Regions from separate parts of the Danio rerio genome. Here region 1 is linked to region 2. Evidence: chromatin contacts called from public Hi-C data. All regions are on one chromosome and are shown on one strand. The core of a region is the stretch at or near the end of the contact, and the rest is flanking DNA. Distances in the headings are between cores, read along the strand shown. Region 1 holds the start of lamtor3 (late endosomal/lysosomal adaptor, MAPK and MTOR activator 3). Region 2 overlaps atp10d (ATPase phospholipid transporting 10D).

What was found. A called contact is a pair of places that touch in the nucleus more often than the background predicts.
Region 1: a Hi-C map of an unstated tissue shows a contact between it and region 2, with 1.9 times the contacts expected there. The contact joins the promoter of lamtor3 here to the enhancer-like site in region 2. A contact is called at or near these places in 2 of 18 Hi-C or Micro-C datasets (caudal fin and an unstated tissue).

The regions. Positions count from the first base shown.
Region 1 is chr13:12,902,042-12,908,149 of GRCz12tu, forward strand. lamtor3 (late endosomal/lysosomal adaptor, MAPK and MTOR activator 3) reads right to left here and starts at 3,867. Exons shown (of 7, transcript NM_001431069.1): 1 at 3,795-3,867; 2 at 2,796-2,841; 3 at 2,682-2,716; 4 at 2,529-2,587; 5 at 308-441; 6 at 161-224. The coding sequence starts at 2,804.
Region 2 is chr13:12,851,131-12,857,116 of GRCz12tu, forward strand. It overlaps atp10d (ATPase phospholipid transporting 10D), which reads left to right. Exons shown (of 21, transcript NM_001145607.1): 11 at 3,291-3,388; 12 at 3,509-3,635; 13 at 3,718-3,902. Among named protein-coding and RNA genes, the nearest start is that of dapp1, 23 kb to the right of the region's middle. Within about 2 kb of position 3,756, at least 4 of the 62 cell types and tissues checked have an H3K27ac peak or open chromatin away from gene starts, as enhancers often do.

The sequences.
Region 1 (6,108 bases), core at 2,617-5,116, 51 kb after region 2:
TGATATCCTTTAGGAAGTTTAAGCATTAATTAGGAGGGTCAAACCCCCTCTTTAATTTACACCACACTAGCGGGTAAATCAAATACGGCTAAGCAGTGACAACTTCTTTAATTTTGATCTCTAAAGTAAAAATGGCTCATTGTGACAGAGAAATACTCACCCGTGTTAGCGTTACTACTTGCGATGAAACTTATCACTAAGGGTAATCGGTTGAACTGTACAATCTGCCAATGATAAACAGCATACGTTAATATAAGAAATTCTGAGTAACTAGCAGATCAAATGTGTCTTATGTCAAAGAAAGCACCTGATATGTGTTGTAGTAACAAATGATGCTCTTATTTTTGGACAAGCCCAGCTTGCTGCCCTGGTCGGTTGCCAAAGCAAAGGTGGACAAGAAGGCCGGCCGCAGCGCATATTCAGGAGCATTGTCATTAGCCACTAGAGTGGACACAAGCAACATTTCAGAGCTTTACTACATAGATATACTACACATATTATTTTAACATACATATATAGAACATAAAAAGTAGACTTTATTTTAAGTAGATGCTTGAGCTTTCCTTTCATCAAAGAATTCTAAAAGTGACATTTAACATAGCTTCCACAAAACAATGAAGTGGGGAAACTGATAATATTGATAAGATGACTTATTAATAATGATTGATTAGCAATAATAACTGATCATAACAGATTGATTTCTGAAGAACCATGTGACACTGCAGACTAGGGCTGTACAATATATCAGCATCAACATTGCAAATTGATCATTCGCAATAGTCACATGACAAATATAGGCAATGTTGAGTTTGGATTAAAATTCATTATTTGCATGTTTTTGATGCATGGAATTGTATAATGAGCTAAAAAAAAAAAAAATAATAATAATAATTGTATAATGACCTTAAACACATTCAGGCGTAAGAAGTTTAAGTACCATTTGTAACTTTGATAATGGTTAATTTTATAGAACTACTTTTATATTTATTATTCAGTTACCAAACTGAATTTTTTACTAAATTGATTTTATAATTAAAAATTCATATCGCTGCTTAGGTTCTTTTTATCGTTCTATTAATTGTTTTTCATTTAAAGTAAGAATAAAATTGATCTCTCAATTAATTTTTCCTATTATTGATTATGCTGATATTATTTATGACATTACCTCTGATGTTAATTTAAAACCTTTAAATACTGCTTCAATTCTTTGTGTCAATTTGTTTTAAGATGTCCTTATAGAGCCCAACATTCAATATTATACGAAACACTTGGTTTGCTTCAACCTAAGTTCTGCAGACAGTATCATTGGTATTTGTTTCTTTTTAAATGTGTTTATTTTAGTTTCCCCTCTTTATTTAAAGCAGCTTTTTGTTCCATTTACCTCATCATATTCGCTTCGTCATATGCAACAGAATTATTTTTTTGTTCCCAGAATTTCTACAGAAAGTGGCCGTAGGTCCTTTCGATACAAAGCTCCTTCCGACTGGAACGATCTCCCTTCTTTTTTTTGGATCAATTAAATCACTTAGTCTTTTCGAGCTAATTTATTTTCTTTTTTGGAAACAACTTGCGAATGTTATTAATATTGACTCCAAATTAAATGTTTATTATTTATTTGTATATCAAATTGTTAGTACTTTTGATTATATGTTTTTGTTTATTTAGGCTTAAGATTGTGGGAAGTGTTTCAGGCGGAGTGTGCTGCTTGTTTGATTGTTAGTTTGTCTTGTTAAGTGTATGTACGTTATGATGTGTTGTACTCTTTGATTTATGAACTTTTTAGGGACCCCCTCGAAAATGAGATGATTCATCTCAAGGGGCTATCCCTTTCAATAAATTCAATTCTTAAACGGAAATACTGAAACAATCAAACACTTTTTCAGTTGTATCTTTTTCTTGATTGCAATTATAGATTGTTGTGCATGAAAATACTCACAACACATGCAAATACAGAAGTGAATTGCAACTAGCACAAACCACATGGAAAATGTGTCGGGGGACCCAAAAAGTATATAGATTGTTCATTCGATTTTATTGAGATACAAATAGTTAACATTAATTCATCAATCGCTGATTAAACATGTGCATGAAAATACTCACAACACATGCAAATACAGAAATGCTCTGCAAATAGCACAGACCACATGAAAAATGTGTAAGGGGCCCCAAAACGTTTATAGATTATTGTATTTTATGGAGATACACTCCCATTGCAGAATCATCCCAATCGATCTAATATTATAAAATCTTTCCAAATAGAGATATTCAAGTAATCTGGTGAAACTGTATTCAAATCGCAAAATAAAAAATTATCGCAATGCTTGATTTTTCTAATATCGTGCAGCCCAACTGAAGACTAAAGAAAGTAATGATACTCACAATTTAACTTTGATTCAAAGGAATAAACTTTTTTTTTGTTGTTGCTACATTCATGTTTTAATTAAATGAAGTAAAGGAAATCTTACTGTTTTTATACATTTGACCAGTAGTATGCACAAAAATGTAAAAATCTGAGATCTGGTTTTCACCTTTGATTACAGGGACCCCATCTCTATCTGTCACCACAATTGCATGAAGTCCTTCAACACTGATGACAGATTAAAAATAAAGAAATCAGCATTCATTACATCTGGCAATGAATGAAATAAAATGTGTCTAAAATACAAAAAGAATGTCTTTACCTTGGTAGTTGTTTATACAAATAGCTTCTGAGATTCTGCAAGAATCAAGTCAAAACACATTATTAGACTCATGAGAAATTCACTACCAGAAAATTAATTTACAAATATACTCACATCTGCCATATTCATTGGACTGATTATGTACGTCGCCTGCAGCACACTCTAGGGAAAAAGTTGAAAAGTAAAGGACATGGCATGAAAATAATTGAGGTAAAGTTGGTTTTATATTCGCACATTCTTCTTAATGGTATAACTTCAGAAAAGTGTTGTTTCCAAATTCTAAATAGTGAAATCATATTAGCAGCCTATGACTATCAAAGTACAACATTGTTCACAGTCAAATAAATAGTGCTAATGTTGTTTTCAAGTCTACCAAAGTCCCTTTAAGGCATACTGTATTATATGTGTTCTATAGTCTTTGGTCATACTTGCACGTGATTTCAGATTGAATATTCAAAGTACCATGGTAAACAACATAGGAAATTGAGGTAAACTTGGTTTTATATTTGCATATTCGTTCAGTGATAACTTGATTTTGTCCCATATATTGTTTACCATGGTACTTTAAAACATTGGGTCTGAAAAATATGTGTAAGAATGACTTCAAAATAACATTACCACTATTTATTTGACTAAAAACAATCGTGTAGTCTGATGTTGACTGCTAATATGATTTCACTACTTAGTATTTGCAAAGAATACGTTTCAGAAATTATTTTATTAAGGAGAATGTCGAAATGTGTGAAAATAAAACCAACTTTACCCTAATTGAAAATTAACCATGGTTTTACTACAAATAAAAGCAAACACCATGGTAACTTTAGTTAATCCAAGGTAAACACGAATTAAGCATGCAACAGTAATAAAGCTATAGTTAACGTATAAAAATTGGTAATCAATACGTAGATAAACCATAATTCCTACACGTTTACTATAGTAAAACCATGGTTAATTTTCGTAGAAGATTATACGACATTACAACAGCATTTTACCAGCATCTTTGGCAACATGTTTAACGTTACTTACTAACTGCAGACATGTCTAATCCAGAAACTGTTATAAACCCAGAAAGCATCTATTAAAGTCATAATACACAAAAGGCAACAGACTTACCATCAACTGAACTCAACGCTTTATAAAAGTTCTTCTCTTGCGTTTCTGTGCGAGCATCACATGACAAAATACATACGCTTTTCCGTGTACGTCATATCCGTTAAAATGTCACGATCAAATTAACGAGAATTATTGTATTTTTCATAATTTTACCTATTTAATTTTATTTTACTTAACGTCTGCCCTCACAGTAACGTAAAAACGATTATTATTGTTGAAGTGTCGCAAAACGTATGCTGTGATATATTGATGTGCGCATGCGTATCTGCAGCTGCTTTTTAATTCATGCAACAAATATGAAAAACATAATAGAGTAATAAAAGTACAACAACACAGTAGGTAAAACATAATAAAATAGACAAACTATTACAAATAATGCTAGGCCTTGCTAATTTAAATGTGTCAACAGATATAACAGCTTTTTTGTTTGTACTCTCCTAATGGTATTTAAATAAATATCTAGTTCTTTAAGTAGCCTACCATTGAGAAAAGTATGGAGGACGAAACCTGCAAAAACAATAAATAAATAAATGAATAAATACGCAAATTATAAATAAATGAGTAAATGAATCCATAAATTCTCGCTTAAATAAAACATTAAATAAATAAATATGCAAATAAAGAAATAAATGTATATAAACAATCCACAAATTCCTGCTAAAATAAATATTTAAATAATTAATAGTGTGGGCAGGTAAATAACTAAAAAAATTACACGAGGGGAATAAGAAAATGCTAAATTAAAAGTTTATTTTTCCTCTCTTTCAAACGTTAATTAAAATAAACTTTTTCTTATTCCCCTCGTGTAACTTATTTAGTTATTTACCTGCCCGCACTATTAATTATGTATAGACTTGTTTATGCAGAAATTTGTGGATTTTTACACACATTTATTTATTTATTATTTTATTTATGCAGGGATTTATGGATTTATTTACTCATTTATTTATTTATTTGGGTATTTATTTAATTACTGTTTTTGCAGGTTTCGTCCTCCATAGAAAAAATTATCAAATTTTTGACTGCTATGCCATTATAAATTGTGAAAAGGATCAATAGAAAAGGCTTTAAGACAAATTAAATGTTTAATTATTCAAGTAGCCAAATTTTGACAGGGAAGTTGAATGAGCTAGCCAGTTTGTTATTTGCCTATATGCCATTTTTTTAAACCAGTTTTACCAGATTTTTATTTTTAATGATGGATAATAAATTTGATAATAAGTTTTTTTCATATTCACTTTTTAATGATAATCACATAACAATATTTAAATTGTATATAAATTGAAAACATTTTTGGTGCATCAAAAATAGTGTGGTTATGATCACCATCCAACAAGCTTATGGAGCAAAGATTAGTTCTTAAATGACGACAATAACTGCAAAAAGGTCCACTTTTTCAGAAAAAAAGAACCACTCTTATTTACAATAGGCTGGCTACAGGCCTGGATATTTATTAGGTAACGCTCCTCTAATCAATATTTTAAATAAACTTAGACCAATAGAAAATAACATTTACTAACCAATTCTAGCTGTACACCTTTAGACTGGTTGTTGCTTGATCAGATACATTTGCGGCCCGAAGTTAACAAGAATTATATTAAATATTTTTAAATTCCCCCTTAGTTGTATTTTATTGATGTCTACCCCCACCCCAACTCTAAATCAAACCAGTCACAATAATGAAAAAAAAAACAGGTGTACAGAATGTTGTTTGCTATTTATTAAATTAACAAATAAATTGTATTTTTTAAAGTCTACCCAACCCTAAATCCAACCGTCACAGTACTATAAAAATGTTATTGTCATACAGCATTACACAAAAATTATGCTACAGTGATGTATCTAATCTAGACTTTATCTTCTAGAAGAGGGGTGCCCAAACTTTTTCCTATGATGAGGGCCAAAAACCAAACTTGATTGAATGCTGCGGTCTAGAAGTAAATATTACAAACTGTAATTTTAAGGTTGCTATGGGTAATTTCCTAATTCATTTACATAAACGAAAAATGCATTGCTTTATATAAACTAATGCAGTATCATTTAAAAGAGAGAGAGAGAGAGAGAGAGAGAGAGAGAGAGAGAGAGAGAGAGAGAGAGAGAGAGAGAGAGAGAGAGAGAGAGAGAGAGAGAGAGAGAGATGGGCCAAATCAAAGCTTACCATGGGGCTAGTTTGGACATCTCTAGACTTTACCCAAGCAGTGCACGCAAACAGCGCTATCTAGTGGTGGTTACATAGGCTGCTGTTCATGATAACTAAAGTATTTTGTGGTTTTTATGTTTGTAGATGAGTGGAGTGGGTTATACAGCACCTAAT
Region 2 (5,986 bases), core at 2,506-5,005:
CTCTTTTTTCAGAGTAGTTTTATATTTTATTCTGTATTCTGTAATGCTGTATTATGGCATTGTGTAGTATTTCTTCTTCTGAAGCTTCCATAGTCTTAATGCTAATCCATATACTTGTTTATAGAGGAGAGTGATGTGTTATATATTTCTTTCTTTATTTTTTATTATAATCTAAAATCATTGACTTCCGCTAGGGCTGTGCAATTCATCGAAAGTTCGATTTCGGCTTCTAACGATTATGAAAATCATTAATCGAGATAAAACGATTATTGCATCATATACCGCCCCTTTTACATTTGTTAATCTGCAAATCTCAGGTTAACGTGAATATTACTAAAAGCATGTACTGTAATGTAACGTTTGCAGCATGGGATGCGCATCAGTCATTGATGTACATTCAAGTCATTCATGTTTTTAAAAGCGTGAAAGATGGCATGCTGTTGCGCATGTGTTCAGACTGCATGATTTTCAAAGTAGTCCTGTCACAGATGTTTTCACACTGCATGACTATCTGGGCTGGCATTTCGTCGCTGCTTTGTTTACACTGCAAGATGGATCGGCAACAGGGACTTTCACATTGCATGACTTTACTATAGGAAGAATCGCCGACAAGTTAGTCCAAACTACGTCTCACAGCCAAAAACACGTAGTATATCTTTTGTTATTAACTACATAATGAGAAAGAAACCTTTAATGGGGTAGAAAATGTACATATTTGCTCACCTGGGTTTAAAGGGAATTAGCCATTTCTCCTCAACGTTGATAATAAACTAATTTAAAACTGCATATACAAGCAATACTTCGTAAATAAACACTAGAAAGCATAACTCAAATTTGCGCACAGCCACACCAACACATGAGGAGGCCAGAGCAGTGAAAGACCAGAGCATACTGCTACTCTGAAGCCACACTACTTAAAGGGGCTGATGATTGGAGTGATAAGGTGCAGCTGTGGACCATGTGGGTGGCCTTCAATGTGTGCATCAGAGAGGTTCAAGAAACAGTGGGCAGGGCTTCAGGGAGCAAGTCACAAAGATTTTCTACAATGACAGTAAATAATATTTTATTAGATATTTTTCAAGGTACCAGTATTCTGATTAAAGGGGTAGTCCACTACGATATCATATTTTAAACTTTAGTTGATGTGTAAGGCAGCTGTGTAAACATAAACAACATCTCTGAATGTAAAATGCTCAAAGTTCAATGCAAAGATCTTGGTTTTTACAGATTTAGCTTAGCAAAGCCTACAATGAACGAATTTTGGGGACTACAAAAAAATACTTCCGGGCCTTGTGAGATCACAAACGTACCTTTACCGCGCACACACACTGCGCAGCTAAGGGCCGTGGCCAGAGGCGCTGTAATGTTATAGCAGAGGGAGCTAAAACACGTCCAAATGCTGCTGTTTCCACAGAGCTTCGTCTGTTTCTGTATTTGGGCTTCCAAAGGACACGACACAAAGACAGAAGTGCTTACAGTTCAATATTAATTATGTTCCAGAGAATTATAAAATACACAGCAAGCATGATTTAACAAAACAGCTCCAGAATCTCTGCTGGTTCAGTGCTGGATTCGGTTAAAATCTCTTCAAAGAATAAGCAGCTCCAACAAGCAGAAGCTGTAAACTCTGAGCCACAATCTGTTTGTGTTTTCATTTGCTAAAATTGATTATGACATGTACAGTGTCTAGCCTTAACGGTATGCTGTAGCTAAGATGTAAACAATGGTAAACACTGTTTGGCACCGATAACAATTTAGCTACAAATTCATATTTATCAGTCAAATTGCTGTGCACACACACACACACTTTACCAGTGCGTGCATGTCTCTCTATAGGCAGCTTTTTCATGCGTTTTACATCTCAGACAATAAACTCACAAAAGATATGTGAATGATTCATATTACTTACACATGCATATTCCAAATATATGTGAAAGACATCGTGTAACATTTTTTAAAAATACAGGAGAGCTCGCCTAACTCGTGTAGCAGCAGAAAAATCAATCAAGGCTCTCACAGGTCGCATCCCACATCTTGTGCTTTATTCTTCTGTCAACAGCATCACTGTATATTAAAGAAAATAACCTCATCCAAGCATTAGAGAAAAATAAAAATAAACATCGCTCCCGCGCACATGCGCTTCTCATGTTACACGCGTCTACGGACAGTTCACACACACATACACACACACACACAATTGCAAACTCTATTAAAGGAGCCGCACCCCATTTTCACTCGTTACAGACACTTGTCAGATTTTATTTTAGAGAGTGGGCATGACGTGGAGCTGATCTGCAAATCGCAGCACATTATGACACATGACCAATCAGAGTCAATTGAGGACGGGCATTTCAGAGGAACTAGGAAATATATCAGTCGTTTTCACGTTACGCTGAGTAGCTGTGTATAATCAAAGTGAGATTTATGAAAAAATAACCTGATTTCCTTCAAGTGAAATATGAGCACACATTGCTTTGCATCTTATAAACACAACCAAGCATTAAAATTACATTTATTACGATTCAAAGGCTTAATTAGGGTAATTAGGCAAGTCATTGTATAACAGTAGTTTCTTTTGCAGACAATCAAAATTATAATATAAATAATTAAATATAAATATAAATATAATTAAATAATAAAATATAATTAAATATAATTAAAATATTTAAACCTGCTTTCATTCTAGCCTAAATAAAACAAATAAGCGTTTCTCCAGAAGAAAAAATATTTTAGGAAATACTGTGAAAAATTCCTTGCTCTGTTAAACATATTTTGAGAAATGTTTATTAAAAAAAGATTCAAAGGAGGGCTAATAATTTTGACTTAATTGTTTAATCAATACATAATCGTTTTTACAATTATGACCAATATAATCATGATTTTAATAATCCTAATCGAGCAGCCCTAACTTCCGCCAACTCACCTGAACTCAGTTTTGTTTGCATGAATGATGACGCAAATAGCTGCGCTGTTTAGTTCCGCATTGGTGTGTAAACATTACATCGAACATTCATAGAACATGGGTTATTGTTTTATTGAGGGAGAATTATCTTGCCTTTATTATCGATATCGTTTATTGTCCTGTCATGCTTGTTAAACATTCAGATGCAATATTGTCCCACCATTGTTAAACCATAAATATTTAGTTTGGCTTGCGTGCGTGTGTGTGTGTGTGTGTGTGTGTGCGTGTGTGCGTGTGTGTGCGTGTGTGCGTGTGTGCGCGTGTGTGCGTGCGTGCATGCGTGTGTGTGTGTGCGTGTGCGTATGTGCCTGTGCGTGCGTGCGTGCAGCTGAAGATGATTTCTCCAGGGAGGTTATGGAACTGACGCAGAGACACCTGGACCAGTATGCAAGAGAGGGACTGCGCACTCTCTGTGTTGCTAAAAAAGTACGTCTTTCACTCTCACTTCTCTTATTTGAATGATCTTTTTTGCATAGACAGCATGTATTAAAATGTCTCTAACATGATATCAAATTTTGGTGGTAATCATTGGGATATTATGGACAGGTGTTGGGAGAGCAGGAATACGAAGCCTGGATGAAGAGACACGAGTATGCTGAAACCAGCATTGAAAACAGAGAGGAGCTTCTGCTTGAATCTGCTGAGAGACTGGAAACTGATCTCACGTTGTTGGGTGAGAAATGAAGACAATGAGGACATCAATGGAATCTTTTAATATGTTGTTTGTCCTAGGCTAACTCACTATTGACTTACAGGGGCGACGGGTATTGTAGACCGCCTGCAGGAGGAAGTGCCTGAGACTATTGAGGCTCTTCAGGAAGCTGGGATCAAAGTATGGGTGCTCACAGGGGACAAACAAGAGACTGCTATTAATATTGCTTTTGCCTGCAAACTCCTCAGACCCACAGACCACATACTGATGGCCAACTGTGACAGCAAGGTAAATAGACATGTTGGATGAAGGTAACTGTAGGGAAATTATATATATATATTACTTTTATAAATAGTTGGAACAAACTGACCACTTGTTCCAGACTAAAATTACATTGTTGTAAAATAAACACATCAGACTAGTGCAACATTTGTCAAGTAGGTGACTCTTTAAATAAAACTTGACACTCAAAGGGCTCTATTTTGACGGTCCATGTGCAAAGCGCAAAACGCAGGGCGCAAATGCTTTCAGGGCGTGTCAGGACGTGTTTTTGCTAATTTAAGGACGGGAAATCTGTCTTGCGCTTTGGCGCATGGTCTAAAAGGGTTGAGTTCATTTTCTTAATGAGTTATAGGTGTGTTTTAAGAATAAACCAATTACAGTCTCATCTCCCATTCCCTTTAAGAGTCAGCTGCGTTGCGCCAAGAGCGCATTCGCTATTTACAGGACGTAAAGTAAGTCTAAGTGGAAAAAATGAGCATTTCACAAGCAAACAGATTAGAAACCAAAGAAAACAAGAAAACTGTTAAACAGAGCATTTATTGCGTTAGAATGAGAGATAATGGATCACTTTCACTTTCGCTCTTGGATAGGGAAACCTTTACGCACAGATATCAATTAGTCTATAAATAATTACTTTTGTTTGTTAAGCGCAAATATTCGTTTCAAAACTATTTCTAAATTCAGTTCTAATTTTCAGCAAACGAATAAATGAATAATAATAGCAAAATGTGCTCAAAAACTTGAGTTATATCCTAAAACACATGCTGTGCCCCATATGGTCTAAAACCTGACAGGTGGGCAAATCTAAGCTTATTTTTAATAAAACAAATATAAATATGGATATAATAAATAATACTGCTAATAATAATAACATTATACAAAAGCAAATTGTTATGAATGAACTAAAAAAGCCTCCCGAGATGAATAAGACATAAAAGCAGTGGTTTTTATATATGTATGTAAGTTAAAAAAATAATATGTTTTGTAATATTTTAATCCTTTATATTTATATCCTATATCTATTCTTATTATATCCTATATATATATTCTTAATATTTAAATTTTTCATATGTAAAGATATTTGCCTATTGCTCTCTTGTGCGTATTAAGCAGTGCGTAAGCGAGGCGCAACTCTGCGCCGGAGTTTAGACCGGGTTAGTTTTGGTCTAATGAAAAATCTATTATAGTTTCTCAAAATAGCAACGCACCAGCGGTCCGCCTTTTTAGACCAGAACGCCTATGGGCGCAAAAATGAGCGCTAATGCATTTGCTATTTAAACAGCGTAGTGCAAAGCCTCAAAACGACACTTGCGCCAAGCTTAAACTACCAAAAGACTACTGTGTCACGCCTTGCGCCACACTGCGCCGGGTGTATGATAGGGCCCAAAGTGCTTTACACATTAAGGGAATCTCCTCATTCACCACCAGCCAGTGGGCATCATCCACCTGGATGATGCAACGACAGCCATATAGCGACAGACCGCACACCAGCTGATTGGTGGAGAAGAGAAGCCAATTATGATATGGGGATAGTTAGGAAGCCATGAAGGCCAGTGGGAAAATTTGGCAAGGATGCTGGGGTTAAACCCCGAGACTTTTTCGAAGGACATCCTGAGGTTTTTAATGACCACAGAGAGTCAGGACCTCGGTTTAACGTCTCATCCGAAAGACAGCGCTCACTTAGCAGTATAAAGTCCCCTTTTACTATACTGGGGCATTGGGACTCTCACAGAATGCAGGTTGAGTACCCCCCTGCTAGTCTCACTAACACCATTTGCGACAGCAACCTAGCTTTCCCATGTGGTCTTCCATCCAGGTACTTGTTGTTGACCATGTAAGAGTTGCAGGGAGCTAACTGCCAGCAGTAAAACATGTATAATATTTTAATTCACTCCACAACAAATACCTTATATTTTGAGAACAGAGCATCACTCTGAAAAATGTAAGTTGGAACAAACAGAAGTTAGAGAGTCATTGGATTTATCCAACATTTATTTCTTTTACTTTTTCTTTTACTAATGGCACATTGGTAGTTAACCATCTCAGCTCCTTGAGAATGGAGATTCATGACTAGTGCAAAGCAAGACATG